Regions from separate parts of the Mus musculus genome. Here regions 1, 2, 3, 4, 5 and 7 are each linked to region 6. Evidence: chromatin contacts called from public HiChIP or PLAC-seq and promoter capture Hi-C data. All regions are on one chromosome and are shown on one strand. Each heading gives the region's core, a stretch centred on a gene start, on an enhancer-like site or on the middle of the called end of the contact. The rest is flanking DNA. Distances are from core to core; before and after follow the strand shown.

Evidence for each region. Promoter capture Hi-C pulls out the DNA fragments that hold promoters and counts their contacts. HiChIP or PLAC-seq counts read pairs in DNA pulled down with a chosen protein or histone mark. Capture Hi-C pulls out chosen DNA fragments and counts their contacts.
Region 1: a contact with region 6 is called in a promoter capture Hi-C map of pre-B cells, with 3 times the contacts expected there. The contact joins the promoter of Helb here to the promoter of Xpot in region 6. A contact is called at or near these places in 3 of 39 promoter capture datasets (liver and pre-B cells), 2 of 484 Hi-C or Micro-C datasets (CD4 T cells and muscle stem cells), 1 of 115 datasets of contacts at active chromatin or transcription factors (large pre-B cells) and 1 of 9 other capture datasets (adipose tissue).
Region 2: a contact with region 6 is called in a promoter capture Hi-C map of the HPC-7 cell line, with 4 times the contacts expected there. The contact joins the enhancer-like site here to the promoter of Xpot in region 6. A contact is called at or near these places in 6 of 39 promoter capture datasets (the C10 cell line, the HPC-7 cell line, hematopoietic stem and progenitor cells and 2 more), 3 of 115 datasets of contacts at active chromatin or transcription factors (epiblast stem cells, hepatocytes and large pre-B cells) and 1 of 9 other capture datasets (liver).
Region 3: a promoter capture Hi-C map of pre-B cells shows a contact between it and region 6, with 4 times the contacts expected there. The contact joins the promoter of Usp15 here to the promoter of Xpot in region 6. A contact is called at or near these places in 5 of 39 promoter capture datasets (the C10 cell line, cranial neural crest, hippocampal neurons and 2 more), 7 of 484 Hi-C or Micro-C datasets (B cells, CD4 T cells, the G1E-ER4 cell line and 2 more), 6 of 115 datasets of contacts at active chromatin or transcription factors (astrocytes, cardiomyocytes, large pre-B cells and 3 more) and 3 of 9 other capture datasets (adipose tissue, liver and macrophages).
Region 4: an H3K4me3 HiChIP or PLAC-seq map of embryonic stem cells shows a contact between it and region 6, with 6 times the contacts expected there. The contact joins the enhancer-like site here to the promoter of Xpot in region 6. A contact is called at or near these places in 7 of 39 promoter capture datasets (the 3T3-L1 cell line, the HPC-7 cell line, cranial neural crest and 4 more), 7 of 115 datasets of contacts at active chromatin or transcription factors (the NIH/3T3 cell line, embryonic forebrain, embryonic limb bud and 3 more) and 1 of 9 other capture datasets (embryonic stem cells).
Region 5: a contact with region 6 is called in an H3K4me3 HiChIP or PLAC-seq map of the 230-238 cell line, with 6 times the contacts expected there. The contact joins the enhancer-like site here to the promoter of Xpot in region 6. A contact is called at or near these places in 4 of 39 promoter capture datasets (the C10 cell line, cranial neural crest, hippocampal neurons and 1 more), 1 of 484 Hi-C or Micro-C datasets (myeloid progenitors), 2 of 115 datasets of contacts at active chromatin or transcription factors (the 230-238 cell line and large pre-B cells) and 1 of 9 other capture datasets (adipose tissue).
Region 7: a contact with region 6 is called in a promoter capture Hi-C map of liver, with 4 times the contacts expected there. The contact joins the promoter of Llph here to the promoter of Xpot in region 6. A contact is called at or near these places in 4 of 39 promoter capture datasets (the HPC-7 cell line, liver and pre-B cells), 1 of 484 Hi-C or Micro-C datasets (CD4 T cells), 1 of 115 datasets of contacts at active chromatin or transcription factors (thymic regulatory T cells) and 2 of 9 other capture datasets (adipose tissue and liver).

What each region holds. Positions count from the first base shown.
Region 1 is chr10:120,111,336-120,114,566 of GRCm38.p6, reverse strand. It overlaps Helb (helicase (DNA) B), which reads left to right and starts at 1,602. Exons shown (of 13, transcript NM_080446.2): 1 at 1,602-1,882. The coding sequence starts at 1,705.
Region 2 is chr10:123,100,082-123,103,034 of GRCm38.p6, reverse strand. No RefSeq gene overlaps it. Among named protein-coding and RNA genes, the nearest start is that of Mon2, 25 kb to the right of the region's middle. Within about 2 kb of position 1,579, at least 7 of the 459 cell types and tissues checked have an H3K27ac peak or open chromatin away from gene starts, as enhancers often do. A contact at or near this core is called in the HPC-7 cell line, where this site is marked.
Region 3 is chr10:123,195,398-123,198,700 of GRCm38.p6, reverse strand. Usp15 (ubiquitin specific peptidase 15) reads left to right here and starts at 1,682. Exons shown (of 22, transcript NM_027604.4): 1 at 1,682-1,874. The coding sequence starts at 1,786. Gm4129 (a long non-coding RNA gene) reads right to left here. Exons shown (of 3, transcript XR_003949042.1): 1 at 1,691-3,303.
Region 4 is chr10:123,012,117-123,015,227 of GRCm38.p6, reverse strand. It overlaps Mon2 (MON2 homolog, regulator of endosome to Golgi trafficking), which reads left to right. Exons shown (of 36, transcript NM_001163024.1): 26 at 89-287; 27 at 1,238-1,860. Among named protein-coding and RNA genes, the nearest start is that of Mirlet7i, 28 kb to the right of the region's middle. Within about 2 kb of position 1,672, at least 39 of the 459 cell types and tissues checked have an H3K27ac peak or open chromatin away from gene starts, as enhancers often do. A contact at or near this core is called in embryonic stem cells, where this site is marked.
Region 5 is chr10:123,157,707-123,160,794 of GRCm38.p6, reverse strand. All of the region lies in intron 6 of Usp15 (ubiquitin specific peptidase 15), which reads left to right. Among named protein-coding and RNA genes, the nearest start is that of Gm4129, 23 kb to the left of the region's middle. Within about 2 kb of position 1,679, at least 21 of the 459 cell types and tissues checked have an H3K27ac peak or open chromatin away from gene starts, as enhancers often do. A contact at or near this core is called in the 230-238 cell line, where this site is marked.
Region 6 is chr10:121,624,894-121,628,077 of GRCm38.p6, reverse strand. Xpot (exportin, tRNA (nuclear export receptor for tRNAs)) reads left to right here and starts at 1,746. Exons shown (of 25, transcript NM_001081056.2): 1 at 1,746-1,973.
Region 7 is chr10:120,225,651-120,228,954 of GRCm38.p6, reverse strand. Llph (LLP homolog, long-term synaptic facilitation (Aplysia)) reads right to left here and starts at 1,895. Exons shown (of 3, transcript NM_025431.2): 1 at 1,832-1,895; 2 at 752-981. The coding sequence starts at 974.

The sequences.
Region 1 (3,231 bases), core at 353-2,852, 1.5 Mb after region 6:
TAGGCAACTAAGTAAGACAATTGTCTCCAGTTGGTTACTGGTAGTAATTCAAACTGTGTAGCAGAGCCTTGGAAACAAAGTTTTCCTCCCAGGAATATTTACCAATATACCTTAGGGGAAGATTAGTTCAGTTTTTCTCAAAACACATTATACCACAGTCCCTCTACATCTGTGGGGGGGGTGATTTCTGACCTCCTCAGATACTAGGGAAAATGCTATAGAGAGGGATAGAGAGATGGCTCTAACTGCTCTTCCAGAGATAGGTCCATTCCCAGCACCCACGTGACAACTAAGTATACAGCCTGGAAGTTTTGCTTTGGGTATGCAGAGTGCACAGACACATATGCTAGCAAAAAAAAAAAAAAAAAAAAAAAACCTCACGCACATGAAAAAAAAAGGAATCTAAAAGAAAGATGCCTGTGCGTATTCGTTATGGTTGATCCTATGCACGTGACATTTGGGTATGACAAATGCCTTTATTAGAAACCAGCAACACAGCTTTGGGGTTTAATAAAAACATAGTTTTTAGGATTAACGTTAGGATAATTACATAATAAACAATAACCTTAAAGTAAAATAGTATTTTATAGCGCCCCTTAAAGGGCACCGCGACTTTTAAACACTATCCATCTAGAGAACCGCGGCCGCAGTATTCAGCTTTTGTTCTTTTTTTTTTCTTTTCTTCTTTTTTTCTTTCGAGACAGGGTTTCTCTGTATAGCCCTGGCTGTCCTGGAACTCACTTTGTAGACCAGGCTGGCCTCGAACTCAGAAATCTGCCTGCCTCTGCCTCCCTAGTGCTGGGATTAAAGGCATGCGCCACCAAGCCCGGCTGTTCTTTTTTTTTCTATCTCAAGTCTGCATATTCTCTGGGCTACAAGTCCCCACCTTTTGCTTTACTGAAAACAGGAACTAGGGCGGTGGACCTAGAGTGTGTTCCAGGTCAGCCAGGGCTACACAGAGAAACCCTATCTCGAAAAAACAACAAAACAAAACAAAACAAAACAAAACAAAACAAAACAAAACAAAAAGAAGTCGAGGAGAGTAGTATATAAACGGGAAAGAAAGCCAGTGGTTTCCAAAGCGGGAAAAGCATAAAAATGGACAACCCAGGTCATGCATTAAAAATGAGAAAGTACATCACAACTTTAACTCCCAATGCAGAGGATATATACAAAGGGACCTAGTTATCTACTTGGATAAATGCCCTCCCTACATGATGTAAATTCAACTTCTCCGCGGCGCTTTTACGTGTAAGGAGGCACCTAGCCGTCGCCACCACGCTCTCCGGATTGGAGATTCACTCTTTTGGGTAGTGCCCCAAGGTCTTTAGAGGCCTCTGCTGTGTTCTTTTTAAGAGAGCGGGCAGAGGATGCCCTGCTTTCCCGGGGTTCTCTGCGCCCAAGAGTCGTGACCTTTCACCACGTCTCCTTCTCCGCAGGAAACGCCCAGCACCTCTAAAAAGAGCAGTTCTGAAACTGTCAGCAGCCAGCCCGCCGTGGTACCTCCCAGCCTGCTGGTCCCGCCTGTCACCAGTCTCCTCCTTTGGGGCGGAGCATCGCTCAGACCACGCCCCCATACCGCCCGCCTCCTGGATGTTCCCGGAAGCTGACCGGCTTACCCGGGTCGAGTTGATTGGTTGCAGTTTTGGACACCGCGCGCCAGGTTTTGTAGAGTTGTTTTGAGCCAAGTTCGCCGAAGAGATAATGGCTAGGCAGGATCGTCTGCGCGAGCTCCTGGGCCCTCTGCACCCGTACAAGAGCGACGACGAGGAGGAGGATTGTGCGCAGGAGGAGGAGGGGGAGCAGGAGGAGGAGTTTGTGGATGCCGAGGAACTCTGCAGCGGGGGCATCAAGGCGGGCAGCCTCCCTGGGCGCGCGCGAGGTGAGCCAGCGCCAGCCGGGCCGGGTTGGCAGGGGTCAAAGAAGTATTTTCGATTCTCACTGCCCGGCACCCAGCGTCCTTGACTGTTGACAGACAGACCTGTGGTGTGACTGGCTGCTTCACCGTACTTAGATGTGGTAGTAATAGTCGTAATGACTCAGAGCACATACTGTGTTAAGCTTGGTTTTTTCATATATCGTCTCGCTTAAAGTTAACAGTTGGGGGTAGTTTTACAGTCGAGGAAATAGATGCACCCTCATTCCCACCCAGAAACAGAATCCTTTAATTATTGTACCACGCTGGCTGAATAAGAGACGGAGTTGCTGTTAAGCAACTTTGAGAAAAAGAGCAAGCGCGCGGAAACACACGGCCACACACACACACACACACACACTCACATACACACAGATTTACACATATACATACACACATACATAAACACACTCATACACATTTACACACATACACTTACACATACATATACATGCCCACACATTCACACATACATGTTCATACACACACACACACACACACACATTGTATTTTCATGGTCTAGTACAGTAATAGCTGCTGACCAGGACCATGTGTGGCAACTGACCATTGGCAATTTAAACACAACTTTGGCTGTGTTTGAAATTAAATAGAAAGGATTACATGTTGATGGAAGTGTAACTGGCTATCCTGGCCAAGCATTTGCTACTGGGACAGGCCAGGGAGAGAAAATGGCGAAGTTGCTGTCTCAGTGGAAATACTACTTGTGAATTAAGCAGCCATTTTGGTTTTTTTTTTTTTTTGAGATTTATTTATTTTGTGTACATGAGTGCTCTATCTGCATCTATACCTGCATACCAGAAGAGGGCATCAGATCCCATTATAGATGATTGCGAACCACCATGTGGTTGCTGGGAATTGAATTCAGGACCTCTGGCAGAGCAGCCAGTGCTCTTGGCTGAGCCATCATGTCTATAGCACCTAGGCAGACATTCTTTAATCAGAGAAGTAACCCCAACTTAGTACTTAGTACCAGACAGCACTTGGAGAAGTGACATTCATGAGATGCAGACACGGCTTTGCTAAAGAAGTCCGCTGAGCTGAGCTCTGTGGTAACTGTAGGAACTGGCCAGGAGCAGCATGTACCTCTGAGTAACTTCATGCAGAGGGAGGCACCATGGAAAATTCTTTAAGACCTACATAAAGGCTGATACTGGCTAAGGCGGCGGTAATAGGGAGACTGGATTTAGAAGAATCAGATTCATGGCTTGAATTGTGCCTACTTCAGCAACACCCAGATGGAGCAGCATTCTGTTGTAGACAGAGTCAGTCAGAGTGAGGTGTTCCAGGTAGCGGGT
Region 2 (2,953 bases), core at 330-2,829, 1.5 Mb before region 6:
CAGAGATGGTAGATCATGGAGAGTCCAACACCAATGCATATGTATATCACCACTCCTGTATCCACTGAAGCATGGGCAGAACGATTGTAAAACCCAGAGTTCTAGGAAGCCTGCTGTGAAACTGTCTCTCTTAGAAATGGCTGCACAGACAAGACGGGAACCATGTCAACATCCATGGACGCATTCATGGGAAAGGAGAAATCCTGTGGTGTCCCACTCCTAGACAAAGGACTATGAGCAACTAATAACTGCTGGAAATAGCAAAATTAACCTCCCTCAGGAATGAGCCCCTTTATCTCACCTGACCAGAGTGGTGATGAGATCTGTATTGGTCAACAAAAACAGACTCAGCAGCAATATATATATGCACACACACATAGATACCAGTTTGTAAGGATGATCAAAGAAGCTATCAACTTGAGAGGGGCGTGGGAAAGGTTTAGGGAAAGGTGATTGGGAAGAGCTAAAGTAAAAGGGAGGAGGAGAAATGATATAATTCTATTTTAACTAAAAATGTTATAAATAAATAAACAACTAGTAACAATATAAACTAGAAATTATAATGTATGGTCAATAGGAAAACAACAAGACAGATGGTAACATCTAAGAAGAAAGACTTTCAAACTTAAGAATACATTAGAGTAAATCTGAAGGCTGAAGATGTAAAGAGTAAAACAGAGACTTCAGGAAGGATATGAACTAAAAGAACAAAGCAAAAGAACATGATATAACACCCAGATCTTCGGCAAGATCAATGGCAAGAAGAAGAGCAGTTTTAAAATCAAATGTCCAGAGTGGGGAAGTGGCTCATACATTTGCCACACAAGCATGAGGCCCTGAGTACAATAGGGAGGCAAGATTCCCACAACTCACTGGCCATCTGGTCAACCTAGTACTCTTCAGGCTGAGGCTTTGCTCAAAAAGTGGAGAACAATTTTGGAACATGCCCAACACCAACCTGTGATCTCTGCATGTACACACACACACACATACACACACATCTAGACAAGCACACACAAAATCTCATATTCAAAAGCAAACATAACACTGCTTTTGTTTGCTTTCCATAGTTTTGGGGATGGCATCGAGGGCCTTGTGAACAAAAGGCAATGCCAAACCACTGAGCTACATCCTCTGCCTTTGTTGTTTTTAAAATAAGGGGTCCCCATAACTGACATGGCTCCTGGACTCTGTTCATCCCAGCACAAGTTCTCAGTATTCATCCATCAGGACTAAGTGCCACCACAACCAACTCTGGTTTTTTTCTGAGTGGATAGGACCCTGAAGACCTGTGAGACTGAACCAAACAAGAGAAAAATGGGAACATCAAAAATATACTTGAATACAGGTAAACTTTTTCTTAATTTGACTTTTTAAAAAAAAATCAACTGATAAAGCCAACCAATGTGTTCTAAGTAAAATAAATAGAGAAACACACACACATAGTAATTAAAACAGAATCAGCACAGTGAAAAAGGAGGATGAACAAAAGACACAGGAAGAAAGTCTCATTATCAGGAAGCCATGTGGCTGCTGACAGTTCATTATAAATGAGGAAGGTCTCACACACACACACACACACACACACACACACACACACACACACAGCATAGCCTTTGAGATTCTAAAACCCGGGTGGGTGGATAGGACAGGAAACAGAGGATTTCATCTGTAAGAAGATGGCTTCAAAACTGAAAGAAAATTCAAGATATTTTCACATAAACACAAATGAGAATGTGTTCATTAGATGCCAGAAGAATTTCTAGTTGGGAAATCCGTAGCTATGGTTGGACAAAGTTAGGCCAGGTTTTCTTTCTGAAAAACTAAATGACTATTCAAAGGATTAAAATGGTTCTTCTATTTTAAAAAAAAAAAAATCAGCTTTTTTACATGTGCTTATTTAAAAAAAAAAACTACACACAATAGGAAGAATACACTCAACATTAGTGTCTTTAGTGATAAAATTCTGAATAATCCAAGAACAGCAGTACTTTCTCACAGTTGAATAAAGGCTGACTGTGGGAAAACCTACAAAAACACTATGGTTTACAGTGAAATACTCAAATGTGTTTTACTCAGAATTGCTATCCACCAAAAAATGGGATAATGCAAAAATATATGGCTCACTACTTCTATTACACATTGTACTAGAGTTTCTAGATAAACATAGAAAAATGTTTGGTTGTAATGCTGGGACACTGTAAAGAGAATAGCACTGTGTTGTGTTGGAGTTGAACAGTTGCGCATGAGCTAGTTTGATGAGGCTGTAGTTACATTTCCTAGGTTTCCTGTGGTTTTCCACTCTCTATATGTGGGTTAATCATTAGCTTCACCGAGTCTGGAAAACTTTCAGCTCTTTTTTCTTTCCTTTTATATATGTATATATATATCCTTTTCTCTGTGTAAGAATCCACTTCACACAACCCCAGAGAGTGACCCACTTTCATTTTGGACTGGGCTACTTTCTTAGCTGTCTGTCTGCCTGTCTGTCCAGTCTCTGCCATCTGTATATCTATTTTTATTATTAGGTAGGGATGTTTTTATTTTCCCAAAGTTTCATTTTGAGAAATTCCTATAATGCTAAAGCTTGCAAATTCTTCTCTGCTTTCCAATCTAGTGCCAAGTTTTTAAATCTTGGGTTTTAACATTTTCTTGCCCTTTAGTTATCTCTGATATCCTCTATGTCTCTAGTCTAGGATATTTGGGATATGGCTTTATTATTTTAATGTTTTTTTTTGCTCATTGTAATGTCTATATCAGTTCAAAATCAGTTTTGATAGTGTGAGCATTCTCCTATATTGGATCCTGTTTTCTGCAACTGTATATGTCTGGTACATATCCACTTCTTACTGGATGCCAGACTTGTGAATTTTTTAGTCTGTTGAGTGATGGATATTTTTCTGTATTTCTATAAATGTCCCAGAGCTTTGTTCTGGGATAAGATTAAATTACT
Region 3 (3,303 bases), core at 433-2,932, 1.6 Mb before region 6:
CATTGAGGCTGAAGTAATACAAAGAGAGTACTGCGCAGAAACAAGCAGTCACATACTGACTCACTCAAGTATGACGCCAATACACACCGGTTGTGCTAGTTGTTTTCTATTGCTGCAACAAAGCATTCTGACCAAAGGCAACTTAGGAAAGAAAGGGTCTGGGTGGCTTACGCTAGGGGAAGGTCACAGCCAGAGCTCAACAGGAACCCAGAGCAGAGTACGTGGACGGACACTGCTTTTTATGGCTTGCTCAGCTTGTTTTCTTACACAACTCAGGACCACCTGCCCACAGTGGGTTTACCACACCGATCGTTAAACAAGAAAATGCTCCACTGACTCATCACAGGCTACTCTAAGGGAGGCAATCCCATAATTAAGGTTCCCCTCTTTCCAAGTGACTTTAGTTTCTGTCAAGCTGACAAACCCTAACCAGGGAAACACTGCTTTCTCTTGGATGGGCCAGCAGTCCTCACTAATGCAGGCACCCCCTTCCTTACTGAGTTTCCCACCAAAACTAGGAGGCTTAAAAAATGGAGAGACCATTGCCCATCCTTTAACTTGTCACCTACTGTTCTACTGAGGTAGCCGTCTTCATTCTTAGAAACAGCAGTTTTGCCTTAGTTAATTTTGAAACGTTTGCCTCAAATGGTGTAGAATGGTACTAGACCATTAAACCGCAGTGCACACACACACACACACACACACACACACACACACACACGCACACACACGCACACACACGCACACTCACACGCCAAATTATAAAGAGAACTTAGTTGCAGCTTTTACGGAGTTTGTATCTTAATTCAGCCTTTCATGGAGGTACTGAGTACTGGGGATTTGAAATCTGTGCGATAACCTTGCACTTCCAGTTGCCGTGTGACCTTGGCATTTGATTTTTAAGAGGCTCAATTTCCCCGTTTGTAATTGTTGCCTTCAAATGCAGCTTGTATTATCGAGTCTAACTTTAGGCATATACAACCATGAAATTTAATCTAGGGGAATGCTAATTTGACGCCCATGAGGTTTCTCCCACGTTTCTAACCCCCTTCAGTACCTGGCCTTATTCAATACATCTTTAACTGCTTGTTCACCTAGAAACTGGGACATGTTTTGCACTGCAGCTAACGTGTGTGTGTGTGTGTGTGTGTGTGTGTGTGTGTGTGTGTGTGTCCACGCGCGCTAGGAGGCGTCACAAAGAGCTTATGAAAGGTAGAAGTCCCTACAGACAGCAAGCATGGGAGAGCTGGGAAGAACCTAGGAAGGGCACTGCGCCCAAACCTTTGGTTTCAGAGCCCTCTTTGTGCCAATATTCAGTGGGCTTGGGCTCTGCGGCTGGAAAGGAAAAGCCCCAAGTCACGGAACTGCGCGCTTTCTGCCATGTCCCAGCCGGCCCCGCCCTCCAGTAGGAGTGAACCCGCAAAAACATGGGTTTGGAGGCGGCTGCGGCAAGAAAAGGGCCAGCATGGCAAGGAGAGTCCGAGCAGGGCAGGGCAAAGGCAGGGAGAGAAAGCGCGGCACCCGGTGAGAACCGTGCAAACTCAGAGGTCTGGGGCGGCGGCGGCGACCACGCCGTGCTGCGGGGCGTGCGGGGACCCGAGGGGGCAGCAGGGCGCAGGCGCGCACCCGCCGCGCTCCCCGCCGAGCCACGCCCCCAGACCCCCGCCCTCGCGCCCCATTTGGTACAGACCTGCCGGCGGGGCGGGGCCGGGGACGCCATTCCCACAATGCTCCGGGGCGTGCCGCCGCCGTCGCCGCCGCCTCCGCTACGGCTAGTGGAAGAAGATGGCGGAAGGCGGAGCGGCGGACCTGGACACCCAGCGTTCTGACATCGCGACGCTGCTCAAAACCTCGCTCCGGAAAGGGGACACCTGGTAGGGAACGGGGTCGCGGGGCCCGCGGGGGCCCGAGGCTGGCGGAGAGCTGGGCGGGAGCGGTGGGCTGGTGTCGCCGGCTGGTGACAGGTGCGGACAGGTCCGGCGGCGGCCGCTCAGGCAGCAGATTTTGGGGGCAAAGGTTGGACCGGCGCAGAGGGCCGGGGCTCGCGGTGGGCGGTGCGCGCCCGGGGCTGCGCGGAAGCGGCGGCCGGGGCTCGCGGGGCTCCGGGTCCTCCTCCCTCCGGCAGTGCCGCTCCCACTTGGGGCCTTGGCGGAGCCCGGGTGCAGTGGCTCGGCGTGAGCCTGCCTGCCGCTGGTTTTTTTTTTTTTTTTTTTTTTTTTTTTTTTTTTTTTGACAGATCCCGGTCGCGCCGCTCCTCCTCGCTCGCCCGCCGCGCTTCTCTGGTCACTCCTTCCCCGGCGTCGTCCGCACCCAAGTTCCCCATTATTCCGATCCTTGTAGTCTTCCGGGAGCCGGGCTTCAGGATGTTTGCGGCGGGGACCACACAGGTGGTGTGTGTCAGGGCTCCGCTGAAAAGGAAACCCCTAATTTCCACTTCCTTGTCAAAAAGGAGGGAGCGGTGTAGGGACCTTGTTTTTTTAATTTTTTTTTCTTGAGAGAGAGAGAGAGAGAGAGAGAGAGAGAGAGAGAGAGAGAGAGAGAGAGAGAGGCACCACGTGGTCCTGTGCTTTGCTCCTGGCTCGATAGGAGCCGGCAGCGCTTCTGTTTGGAAGTGCAGCCCTTCCCTCCGGTTTGAAGGATAACGTAGGCCTGCAGAAAGTAGATAAGTCCACTTGAAGCTTAAAGGCTTGCTCATATTCAAACTTGTAAAATGCCAAAATAAGAGGGTACTGTACCTAAATAACTAGAGGAAGCATGTACAAAATTTAACACTCGTCAGCCAAAGCAGTTAACTTACAGAATTATTTAAATAAAGGGAAAGTTCTGTTTTAGGGGAAGGGCAGTGTGCCTGTGTGTTCTTTCGTTCTTTCTTTCTTTCTTTCTTTCTTCCTAAGTTACTTTTCCTTCCTTCTGTCTCCGTACTAGTGGTTTATAGCGTCTCAAGTGCCTGTTAGGTACTCCAGTGTGGCTAGTGGAAAGAGACTTAAGACCTGATTTATTCACAGTTCTCAAGTGCTTGTTAGGCACTCCAGTGTGGCGCGGTGGAAAGAGACTTAGACCTGATTTATTCACAGGTCCACCTCATACTTTGCAGTGTGACTTGGAAGCAAATTCATCCAAGCCATTGAGCCTCCGCATCTCCATCTGTTCAAAGAGCAATAACGATGTTATTGTGTTTGCTCTATATTAATTCAGCTAAATATTCTGAACTATCTGGTATTCATGAAATACTAAGTTTTAGTGATCTTTTTTATTTCTGCCATTAATTCCAGACAAGTGCTGTGGGGTTGGAATCATTTTCGA
Region 4 (3,111 bases), core at 423-2,922, 1.4 Mb before region 6:
TACATATTTTTATAACTTTTATTTTCTATTGCTATATCTTAAGCTAACTCATCAATATTTTTATATGATTTTTAAAATAAATATTTAGGTACTCTTTCATCTACTGGACCGAGTTCGAGAATCTTCTACAACTGCAGACAAAGAAAAGATTGAGTCTGGAGGTGGAAATATTTTAATTCATCACTCAAGAGACACGGCAGAGAAGCAGTGGGCTGAGACCTGGGTATTGACATTGGCTGGAGTAGCACGGATCTTCAACACCAGGAGATACTTGCTGCAGCCTCTAGGTGTGCAATATTGTCTTTCTCTGCTTATACAACTAATCTGTGTTAAAGGAAAGTTGGAACACACTTAGGAAACTCTTTGGGAATTGATATATTGTACTAGAATAGTCAGCAGTCTTAACTGTAGGCCTTACTTGATGTGGTGTACATGCTCGTTTCATCGAGGGGAAGAACCTGCCCTGGACGCACCTTTCAGAGTCCAGTGGTGAAGAGACACACACACACACGGCTGGACTTGAGAGAAGAGCCGTGATTATGCCCTTAAGCCCACAGTGACTGCATCATGTGGTTTCCACAGTGACTGCATCATGTGGTTGCTGGGAATGAAGGTTGCTCGCTAGGGTTGGCCTTGCACTCCGGCCTAAAGTTTTATTATTATATCTAAGTACACTGTAGCTGTCTTCAGATGCACCAGAAGAGGGCGTCAGATATCATTAAGGATGGTTGTGAGCCATCATGTGGTTGCTGGGGTTTGAACTCAGGACCTTAGGAAGGGCAGTCAGTGATCTTAACCACTGAGCCATCTCTCCAACCCGGGATGTGGTATTTTTAATTATCATATTTATTATGTATGGGAGGGCATGTGTGGGCATTCTGCCTCGCATGAGTGGTGGAAGTGGAGGTTGGCTTGAGGGAATTGGGAAGCCACACTGTGTAGCTGTCCTGACTGCACCTGATGTCTCACTGTAGGAGTGTCTGGATTGTAGAGGCAGGCTACCCATCAGGCATTGTGGTTCTGTGGATGAGGCTCAGTTGTGAGTCTTGTGTGGCAAGTGCCTTCTGCTCAGCCATTGTGCCAGCCCATGGGTCATAGTTTTAGTATGTTAGTTCCTAATTTTATTCTTTTGACTTCTATGTCAATGTAAGCAGAAGATAAAGCAACTATGCTTCAAAGTATCTGAGAGGATTTGCTCATTGAATACTAATTGACTCCCCCCCCTTCATTGATACAGGAGACTTCTCAAGAGCTTGGGATGTTCTTCTTGACCACATCCAGTCAGCTGCACTCAGTAAAAACAATGAAGTGTCCCTGGCCGCTCTGAAAAGCTTCCAGGAGATATTACAGATTGTGTCCCCTGTCCGAGACTCAGAGAAGCCCGAGCCCCCTGCCGTTAGCGTGCCCGTACCCGTCCTTCTAGGAAACCTTTCCGGCCCAGGCCTGAGCAGGCCGTTTGTGAGGACAGACTCCATTGGAGAAAAGCTTGGCAGATGCGGCTCGGAGACGCCTGTGGTGACTGACGAGCTGGAAGATCTGAAGCTCTGGTGGGCTGCCTGGAACACCTGGCACAGGACTGGATCTGAAAGCACAGAGCCGCCCAGCTCCGTCGATGAGCTGACCTTTATCCCCAGCCAGCCTTTCCTTACAGCCTTAGTTCAGATCTTCCCTGCCCTCTACCAGCACATAAAAGCTGGCTTCAGCATGGCCGACTTGCAGAAGCTGGGCGTCATCCTGCACAGCGCTGTCTCTGTCCCCATCAGTTCTGACGCCTCTCCTTTCATCCTTCCGTCTTACACGGAAGCAGTCCTGACAAGTTTACAGGAAGCTGTGCTTACGGCCTTAGACGTTCTCCAGAAGGTAATGTGATTTCAGTGCTTGCCTAAAAGCTGTAAGGAATAGGATTCTTTGGATTTTTATTTTATTGTTTTGTGGTAAATTTCAGAAGATAAATTTAGGACTTTCTGAGATTGCTATGTATGTACACTTTGGGATAAATTTAAGATTGTCAAGATTTTTAAAACTTATTCTTGAGATAGTTAAAAAAGTAACTCAGGTCTGTTTTGAGTTGTTAAGAAGCTGCTTGTCGGGCGGTGGTGGTGCACGCCTTTAATCCCAGCACTCGGGAGGCAGAGGCAGATGGATTTCTGAGTTCGAGGCCAGCCTGGTCTACAAAGTGAGTTCCAGGACAGCCAGGGCTACACAGAGAAACCCTGTCTCAAAAAACCAAAAAAAAAAAAAAAAAAAAAAAAAAGTAAAATGCCTTCATGGGCTGGAGAGATGGCTCAGCGGTTAAGATCACCAACTGCTCTTCCAAAGTCCTGAGTTCAAATCCCAGCAACCACATGGTGGCTCACAACCATCTGTAATGAGATCTGACGCCCTTTTCTGGTGCATCTGAAGGCAGCTACAGTGTACTTAGGTAAAATAATAATAAATAGATCTTAAAAGAAAGAGAGAAAGAAAGGAAGGAAGGAAGAAAGAAAAGAAAGAGAAAGAAAGAAAGAAAGAAAGAAAGAAAGAAAGAAAGAAAGGAAGGAAGGAAAAAGAAAGAAAGAAAGAAAGAAAGGAAGGAAGGAAGGAAGGAAGGAAGGAAGAAAAGAAGCTGCTTGTGGCCGCTACCTCGCTACCTCTAGTCAAAGTTAATTCTGAACTGTGGGTAGCCTATGCCAAGACACAAGGGTGAGCTGGAAAAAGTGGCTTTCTTACTGCAGATTTAAATTCTGTATTTTTAGCTGTGTGTCTTGTTTTTTTACAACAAATCAATAAATAGATATGAAAAATAGTGAATAAATCCAGACTGGGAAGCAAGACCATATCAAAATAAAAGCATTTTTTTAGATTATCCAGGAAATTGCTACCTCAGTTCATAACAATCAAGATCCTAAACAAGGGCTAACAGGATGGCTAAGCAGGTAAAGGAGCTTGCCGCCAAGCCGTATTATGGTCCCTAGGACCCACATGGCAGGAGAACTTCCAAAAGTTGTGCCCTCCACACACATTACAAGGTATGAACATATACATGTATAAATGTGCTAAGAAAAAGAAGAAAAGAAAAGTTATATTCCCAGCACTTGGAAATCTGCTACAGGAAGGTTTGCATGAAGTTTG
Region 5 (3,088 bases), core at 430-2,929, 1.5 Mb before region 6:
TCTACTGGTAAAGTACCATCACCTGAAGCAGCAGAGGAGGAGCTCAGAAAGGAGGCGGGGCCAGGAGCTGGAGAGATGCCATGGTTCACTGATGCTCGAGGCTCGCTCAGCCTTCCTGCTTAGACTGTCTTGTGACCGCCTGCCCTAGTCCACATCAGTCCTGAGTCAAAGCAATGTAACACAGTTTGACTATAGGCAGGCTCTACCAGGCCCATTTTGATCATTATTGAAATGGTTCGCATTTGTGTTAAATCATTTATTTTTAAGTGGCACTTGAAGAGAAGAAATGTTAAATAATATAAATATTAAGGAGAAAACATCATTTTGCTTAAAACAGCTAAAATATGCATTTTAGTTAGCATGAAAAGCAACCCAAAAATGTTAGAAATCTAAAAATGTAAGAACCCCTCAAATGTGATTTAAAATTTCATTCTAAATATCAACATACAATTTGATGTTTTAATGTGTATGTGTGTGTGTGTATACATATGTATAATAAATTTAAAATGTTCCATGTTTATTAGTTGCTTTAGAACTTAGATGTATAATCCATGTTTTGAGTATACACTGTCTTATACTTCACAAAAACCAGTCTTTTCCAGTTTTACCTGTAAAAGTTTCCTCCCAAATTTCTACTGTGTTGATTGTGTCTGCTTTTCAAAGACCCTAGTGTTAGAGAAGGAGCTGTTGTAAGTGCACGGGTGGTTAAGCTGTGTTTCAAATAAGAAACTGTAAGGTAAGATAACTGTGGGAGCCCTGCGGTTCCTAAAAGGAAAAGCACAGCAGTGCAACCAAGCTAGAAAGCACTCTTCCTGAGCTGTGGCTTCGAGGGTGCAAGCACATGTGACTATATTTGCCATTATAATTGTTTCTGTATTGCTTCATTTAGGTAAAACTATTTCAAAATGCCTTCAGTCATTATTAAAATTTATATAGCAGAGAAACCTAGATTGTTTTTCTGAACTAGTAAAAATTCTTCTTTGTGAAAATAACATCATAATTTAATACATTCATTTTTATTATTAAAAATCCTGACAAAAACGTGAGAAGGTATTTAGAGGGAAGAAGTTGGAATGTGATGGTTCTGTGCCTCACGGATAAATAAACATCAGAGGGGGTCATCAACAAACCGTGTGTGACTGAAAGGTAAACTGTGCCATAACTCTTTTGTTTTACATTGTGAGTGATTTGCTGCATGCTTGTATGTGTGTCACATGGGTGCCTGGTACATGCAGAGGTCAGAAGAGGGCATTGCACAGAATGCCCTTGGGACAGAAGTTAAGCAAGGTTGTGAAGCCCTCTACACGACTGAGTGCTCTCAGCTGCTGAGCCCGCCTTCCGTGACAGTAGCTCTTACCACTGCGTTGTCTCTCTGTTCCTTATGGTGTTCTGATGAACAGAATTCTGAAACTACAGCATAGACTTAATCTAACATTGCAGTGTTTTCATATTTCTGCTAGGAAAGAAGAGACACTCGAGGTAACACAAGTGCTTATCTCCTTGTTGGAATACTTAATAAGCCTGGAGGTGACTAGTAATTGTCTCTGCTTCTCTGCCACTGTATAAAGTACTTCCTTGAACATTTAAGACAAGAAGCCGCATTGTATAACCAGAAGGATAAAAGAACATAGAAGTACATAGAAGTAACTGGGCTAAAGTCTTTTGAAGTGCATGCTGGGAAACTCAGCCCACAAAGTGCGTGCTTGACTCTATCAGTCACTGTGCTGAGACCTCTGCATGGTTGCCTTTTCCTTCTTCCCATTGCTCAGACTTGTAACGTGTAAGACAAGGGAACAGCCAACCCAAAACCTGGTTGGATATAAATTCACAAAGGAAGCCGAGCTTGAGTATAAGAACTGTGGATCTGGATAATAAATTGTCTCAAGTCTTGTAGGTGATACACAGCAAAAGGAAGGTAGAAGCAATCACAAAGTAAATATATTTAATACTTGAAGAAATTTAAATTTTCCTTTAAGTACTTGTTTTAGAAGAATCGGTAGAAATAATAAGTTTGTCTTATTTTTGGTTTTTCTAGCTTTGTCATTAGATTTCATAAAGTTAGAATGATTGTTTTACTCTGTCAGAACAATTACCTCCATTTTAGCTGCTCATTAGTGTGGTGTTAGTTTTTAATATATGTTAAATATTTAGTTAATTTAACAAGAACAAGTTGACAAGTTGTGTTTTCCTTTTGAAGTAAGAATGTAGGCTTAGTATTGAATTGCATTCATTTAATTAGAACACCATATTGGGCCTAAAATCCAGATACTACAGACATGGGACTGTTGAGGTTTAGTTTCCTCTGAAATTGGCATCTGACCTTTCTGACTTTTAAAGAGATAAATACACTGTCTTATATTACATGTAGCCTACACTGGCCAGAATTAGTTTACTGCTAGGCAAATGGCTTGTCCCTATGTAGTATTCCAAACATTTCCTTTGTTCTCTGTAGAAAAACCATTGGGACATGGACAGGGTAATTTTCAGATTAGGTCATAGTGAAAGCCACGTGACACTGATCACCTCAGAAGACTGACTGACTTATAAATAACATGGCATTAACTCAAAAGTCGAGCTAGAAAGGGCTGTGTTCAAGGCCAGCCTGGTCTACAAAGTGAGTTCCAGGACAGCCAGGGCTACACAGAGAAACCCTGTCTCGAAAAAAACAGAGAGAGAGAGAGAGAGAGAGAGAGAGAGAGAGAGAGAGAGAGAGAGAGAGAGAGAGAGAGAGAGGGAGGGAGAAGAAGAGAAGAGAGGAGAGGAGAGAAAGAAAGAAGAGAAAGAAAAGAAAAGGCTATGTGAAATCTGGTTTAGAAGTCTAAATCAATGCATGAGCTGTGTTCATTTATCAATAGTTCTTTAACAGCAAACTTCAACTTTATCTGTAGCCAACATCTGTCCTTTTTGCTGTAATTTCCTTGATCTTTATTTAAGGACAACCTTTACCTGTGTTTTGTATCAGTGCGTCCTAGACTTTGCTGCTTCTCTTACTGATTGATCTTGCCTATGCGTATAGTGCCTGTCACACTGTCCATGTAGGAGGCCCTAGTTTATCTCTGCTCCTTCTCTAGTGTCACTTTCTTACAAA
Region 6 (3,184 bases), core at 497-2,996:
TTGTGAGGGAGACAGAGGTAGGGGGATCTTGGTAAGTTCAAGGCTAGCCTGGTCTATATAGTGAGTTCTGGAACAGCCAGAGTTTACTGTAGAATACTGTTTCTAAGAAACGAAAGGAAATCTACACGTTGGGTGCACTGCATTGTTTTCATGATAAACTCTTTAAACTCGGGAAGTAAACAATTCAAAGATCCCCCCCAAACTAACCAGATTAACAATACCATCCCCTCCCTCATGCTATACACTCTTGGACAAGCTGAATTGCTGGAACCTGTCCTACCTGCTGTCTTCGGGGAGGCTGCTGTCTTTATATCATTTCTGCTCCTGTAAGAAAGTCACCCCAGTAAAAGCCATTGGTTCACCAAGCTTGACTTTCGTGGTATCCTCACTTTAGTCTGTCATCAGTACCGAATCTGGGTATCTATCTGCAGTGAACAGATGTTTGTCCATGTATCCCCAGAGATAGTGTCACTTATGATAAGTCTAACACGTGTATCAAACTTAATTCATGAAATAGTCAGACCTGGTGACAACCTGGAACTCCAGCACTCTGGAATCTGAAGCAAGAGAACAGTGAAGGCCAGCAAGTTTCAGGCTAACCAGAGCTACATAGTGAGCCTCTCTCTGCCTCTAAATAAAATTAACCAAACCTTACCCTCTGAGGCTGGTACTGTCCCACTCTACATAAAATGAGTAAACTGAGATGGACTTTAACACTCATGATGCCAACAATAATGGAGGTGCAGCCTTAGGATTTAGGTAAGGTTGCTGGAGCTTATACTGCGCCCACACAGTAATAATAGCACGGGATCAAAGAAACAAAGCGAACGGAAGCACGGGACTTGTACGTATGTTTTCCCTCTCTCTTTTCTTTTTTTCTTTTTTTGAGACTGTGTTTCTCTCTGTAGTCCTGGCACTCGCTCTGTAGATGTGGCTACCTCTGCCTCCTCAGTGTTGGGATGAATGGTAATCGCCACCATCACCGGGGACTGCTTTCGGTTTTCTTTTTTTCTTTCTATCTTTTTTTGTAGGCAAATTTAGTAATATTTAAACTGGGCGTGGTGGTTCATGCCAGTAATTCCAGAATTTGTAAAGTTTAGGCCAGCTTGGGAAAAATGAGTGAAAACCAGCCTGGGTTATGGAGTGTGATCTTGCCTCAAAAGCAAAACAAGTAAATAAAAATACAGCGGATTTTTTTTTTTTTTAAAGAGTCCTTAAGCGTCTGGACTCTTGACACGTGGAACCGCTGGAAAGGAATTCAGCAACTGACTCAACACGTGGTTTCAACCACGTCCACTTTTCCGATCTCAGGATCTCCGCACTGCCACCTGACCAGACCCTTCTGGAGGGAGTGGAGAGTTACTAATTCACGCCGACGCTCAAAGCAGAGCGCAACGTGGCCGGTCTTCTAAAAGCTTAGAGGACCTCAGTAACCTGTAGCTAGGAGGGCGGTGTGCACTCTCCCAGCATGCACCACAGGCCCGCCGGCCACGCCCCCTGCGAGCTCCAGGGAGCACGTGCGCGGTCCTCCTCTCGGAAGCGTCCCATGCGCTTTGCACGCTGGGAGTTGTAGTCCCCCGGGCCCAGCCTGCTGGCGGCCGTCTGCACTCTACTTCCATGAGGCTGCTGCTAGCGCGGGTCCGCGCGGTACGACGCGGGGGGCGTGCCTCGCGCTGACTCAGCGGCGGCGTTAGCGGGACCCTGCGCAGTTTTCCTTCCAGGGCCGCCGACTCCGCCCGCCGGCTTGCCAACCTGCCCTCCCCGCTCCGCGCCACGCAAGAGAAGGCGCCCGGGGAACGCCGAGCGCCGAGAGGAGCGCGGCCCGGGCCGGCTCCGGCGCTAGCGCTGCGGCTGTATTGGAGGACTACAGCGACAAGGACGTGGGCCGCTCTCCGTGCTCCCTGCGTACGGCCCGCTCCTTGCGGCTGGCCGACCCTCGGGAGTGCAGGCGAGGAAGAGATATTGGAGTGATGGTGACTGGAGGCGTAGGGCGGCGGGCCGGGGACCCTACGTGGCCGGGCGAGCCGGACTTGGGGTTGGGGACGATCGGTGGCGGCCGCGTCCCTAGTGCGTGGCTGCCGGTTGCCGGGTGTTTCATCACCCGAGTGGCCACGAGGCTTCGCTCTGGGAGGGATCCGGGCGAAGGATAGGGGGCGAGGCCGGCCTAGGAGGCTGCCCCCCAACCCCATTTGTGATAGTTTTAGAGTGCGTCCCACCAGTTTGAGCTGTAGGGACCTCAAAGTTGATCCGCTTCCCACCCCGGGACAAATAGGAGAGAAAGTGTTATTTCTGCGTAGTAATTTGCCAGCAGGGACAGCCTTTTCCCCTTTTTGCTTCTTTACAGTCTTGCAGCCACGGAAAAGCTTGATGTTCCCTGTAACCTGAAAAACGAGTACTTTTTGGAAGCCTTAATTAGTTGTTACTGGGGGAAGTTACGTTGTATTAAAGCGACTTGTCAACTTGATGTTAAAAGGCTGGAAAGATTCAGTCGGTCTCAAACAGGCTTAAGTAGGTGTGGAGGAATTTTCCACATTGTTTGATTATTCTTGACTTAATGGCTGAGGGAAAAATTAAGGCTTCCAATTTTACATGTTTTTTTTTCGCTCCCCCCACCCCCACATCCACCTTTGCAGGTAGTATAAGATGTTTACCATATTGTAACAATGTTTAAGCCTGCAAGGCTCTGCATCGGTAGGTCAGAAAGCTAAGCTTCCTTTGCCGGTCTTTATTAGGCAATCGTTACCTTTTAACCCTGTGTTTTATTCACAGATAGGTGGTTTACCATCTCATTTTATTTTGGTTTGATGTTTTTTTCCGATTGTGTAGAGGGCGAAGGTTTGTGAGGGATTCCTCACTATGGAACAAGTTTGCTGAGGATTTTTTTTGTTGGTGTTGAGCATGTGCTCGGCTGGGCCTCTTATTTATCTTTTTTCCTCTTGTCAAGATTAGCGTGAAATGACAAAACGCTTAAGCAGTTTTTTTCCCAAAGCAATGGATAATTTAAAGGAACTCTAGTGGATTTCTCAATCAGGGGTTTACAGACAGTCTTACACCGACTTTTCTCTCTGAGCATTTTTAGCAGGAATACTACTTTACTTTAAGAATGTTTCAAGTTGTGCATCCTGCGTGCCTGTCTCTGACTTTGTACCCTATTGGAGGCATGCTTTGCACACATGCACACATT
Region 7 (3,304 bases), core at 646-3,145, 1.4 Mb after region 6:
CTGTGACTTTCCAGGGTAATTAAACATCTGCCTAGATGCTAAGCTCCATCCCGCAGTACCATCAGTGCCTGGGGCATTCAAGCTGCTGTGTAATTGCTGAAGATCCATTCTAAACAGCTCAGCGATGCTATTCACAAACACTGACTGTGAAACAGCTTAGCACAGTCTCTAAAAGAAACGTAAGCTTCCAAAGGATAAAGACGTGAACACACCAGGTATGTGAGGTGCATACAGTGAGCACAGGACAGCTCCAAGTGTGATTGAAGAGGAAGTGTTTACTGTCGAAATGAGGGAAGGTACAGTCAGAAGAGTCCAGAGCAGGAGAGAAAGAAGACAAAACATCGCCAGTGGACTGAACCAGGCCATGAGAGGAGAGAAAGTGGGGTGGGGGTTGGGGAGGCAAGAGAGGAAGAGAAGTGGGGTAAAGGCGACTGAGAGGAACGAGAGGATCCAGGAGCCGAGAGAAGCACGGCCGAGACGGCAGTGTTATATGGGAGTGAGAGGGAGGCTTGTGAAGTGGAGACACTTGGGGGTTGGGGGGAGGAGCTGAGAGGAACCAGGGTGCCAGCATGTACTTTATTATCTAATAAGCTCCACAGCTAGCCATTTGTCCCCAGTTTCTTTTGGACTTGACACTAGGGACAAGTAGAATGGGTAGAAGACGGCTTTAAAAAGACAGAGAGAGACCGACCCCTAAGAGAAAAGTGGATCATTTTTTAGAAAAACCATGTAAATGAAGACCGAGGCTCACCCTTTTCCTCATCTGCGCCGTCACACCGCCCTTCCTCACACTGCATTTTCTCCTGGCGAGGTTTGGCTACCACCACGGTTGCTATCTCCTCAACGTCTTTCATTAGAGCATCCCCGTCCACTCTGAGGATACTCTTCAGTCTGTTGAGCTCCCTTGGCGCATTCTTCTTTCTCTTCTCGGCCCGCATCTTCCTCTTCCACTTACTCCGCAGGCTTTTAGCCATGCTTCACCTGGCGGTGAACAGAAACACAAACAAAAGGTTTACTGCTCACACCCTTGACTGGCAAGGACGTGGCCAAGCAGCCTTCTCTTCAGAACTGGGACAGATGGAAGAGAAGTTGTGCTGTGCCCTCATGCTTAGCTTATGTAATAATCAGCGCAGAGCATGAAAGGACTAAGTCCGGACACGTCAGGCCCCTTTAAGTAGGAACAAGTCGTTAATTCAAGCCGTTCTCAAAGAGCAGCTATGCATAGTAGACACAGAAAGCGAACAGCTCCGCCTTAAAATCACCTATTGCGCTGTTCTTATCCAATATCCGTCACCACATCTTTAGTGTGAACTTTTAACAGCTTAAACCATAGCTCCCTGCCTTTTAAAGACTCCTCCCCTCGTGTATCAAAGCTCATCCCGCTCCTCTCGGGCCTCCGACTTACTCTCTAGCCCCACACGCACGCAAGCTCCAGTCCGCACAACGCCCACTTCAGGACCGTCACATCTCCGATCTAGGTCTGGAAATGGCTCTCCCTAAGGCTCGCTCTGATCCTCCGACTCCTGTCAGCTCCTTTCTACCAAGTTCGGCTTCAACCCGGAGCTACCGTCCCCGTCTGCGGACTGCGGGGCTGAGCCGGATCCCCCGGGGCCACCGCTCTGCTGCACACCGTACAGGTCACGAGAACCGTGGGGTGGCTGGGTGAGGTCCCCTGAGCGTCAGCAATCACCAGTGGTCCGTGTGCGGGACCCCGAGCCTCGCCCTCCCGAGCCCCGCACCGAGCGAGGATGCGGTCAGGTCTCGCCGCGGAGGCAGGGTCCGAGCCAGTCCTTCACGCCGCGGAGTTGAGTCCAAAGCCCACGCAACTCACCTGAGAGACAACACCGCGCACCACGCGTGGGACGCCAACCGGAAGTACAGGCGCTTCCGGCTTCCGTTCAGGGGCCAGCGCACAGCATGCCGGGATCCTTGAGAGGCGTGGTCTTTGGGGAGGCGTGGTCAACCAGCTGTCTCTGTCATCCCGAGGCTTTGGCTGACCCCTACACCTACAGGAGAAAGTTTAAGGAATTTCCTGTCGGGAGTGGCAAATTATAAATCAAAGCATCTCAAAGCCTTGGATGGGCCAAGCCTGGCCGGGGGCCCTGTCTGTGACAGCCTCACGAGAAAGGATACCAAAGGGATTGCTCAGCTCTGATCATCCTGGAGCCCTTTCTGAGTTTTGTTTTTGTTTAATTGCAGTCTAGAAATTTTCTCATTTCGGCTGAGGATCCTAGGAGGTACGCGGCTGTGAGGATGTATCAAATTGTACAACTTAAATACGTCACGTCGACTGCATGCCAGTTATATTTCAAAGTGTCACCCAACAGAATAATCTTTCCTTATCCCCACGAATTTAAAGGGTAAAACAAGCTATTTCAACCAATGTTGATCTGTCCAAACTATTACATACCTGAGACAAAGCTAACCTAGGGTGAATGAGTTTACAAAAAAAGGTGTGGTTTTTGCATGTGCTTCTAATATTGCACAAGCTATGGGCGATACGCAAGTCTCTTTAACACTTGTGAAAGATAAGAAGAGTGTCTTAGGGCCTAGATAGTACCTCATTCATTGATCTTCAGTGGGTGATTAGGCAACAAACGTTAACTACCCAGACTTACCTGGAAACAGTGTTTTCAACAGATCACCACATTCAAGCATGTATGTGTACCACATGTGTGCCTGGTACCAGAAGAGGCCAGAAGAGGCCATCTCATCCCTTGAACTGGATTTACAGTTGGTTGTGAGTCACCACAGGGGTGCTGGGAACCAGTTTTACTTAGTTTTACTTCCATTACTGTGAAGACACCATAACCAAAGCAACTCTTAAAAAGTAAAACATTTATTTGGGACTGGCTCACAGTTTCAGAGGTTCAGTCCATTGTCGTCATAGCAGGAAGCATGACAGCATGCAGGCAGACATGGCGCTGGAGAAGCCCAGATCTGAAGGCAGCCAGAGGTTCTCTTCTGAACTGGCTGGAGCTTGAGCACTAGGGACCTTAAAGCCCACCTACACAGTGACACACTTCATCCAATAAAGTCACACCTATTCCAATGAGGCCTCACCTCCCAATATTGCCACTTCCCATGAGCCAAGCATATCCAAATCACCACAGAACTGAACCCAGGTCTTCTGCAAGAGCAAGAGGTGCTCTTAACCACTGAACCAGGTCTCCAGCCCCCTTTATAAGTGATGACTTATAAAATCCCTGTTTAATTGCTAGAAGAGCTGTGTCTTTTTGAAGAAACCATGCATATAGTGGAGCAAGCACTGAGATTTTTAACCCAGGAAAAATACAGTTGGCAT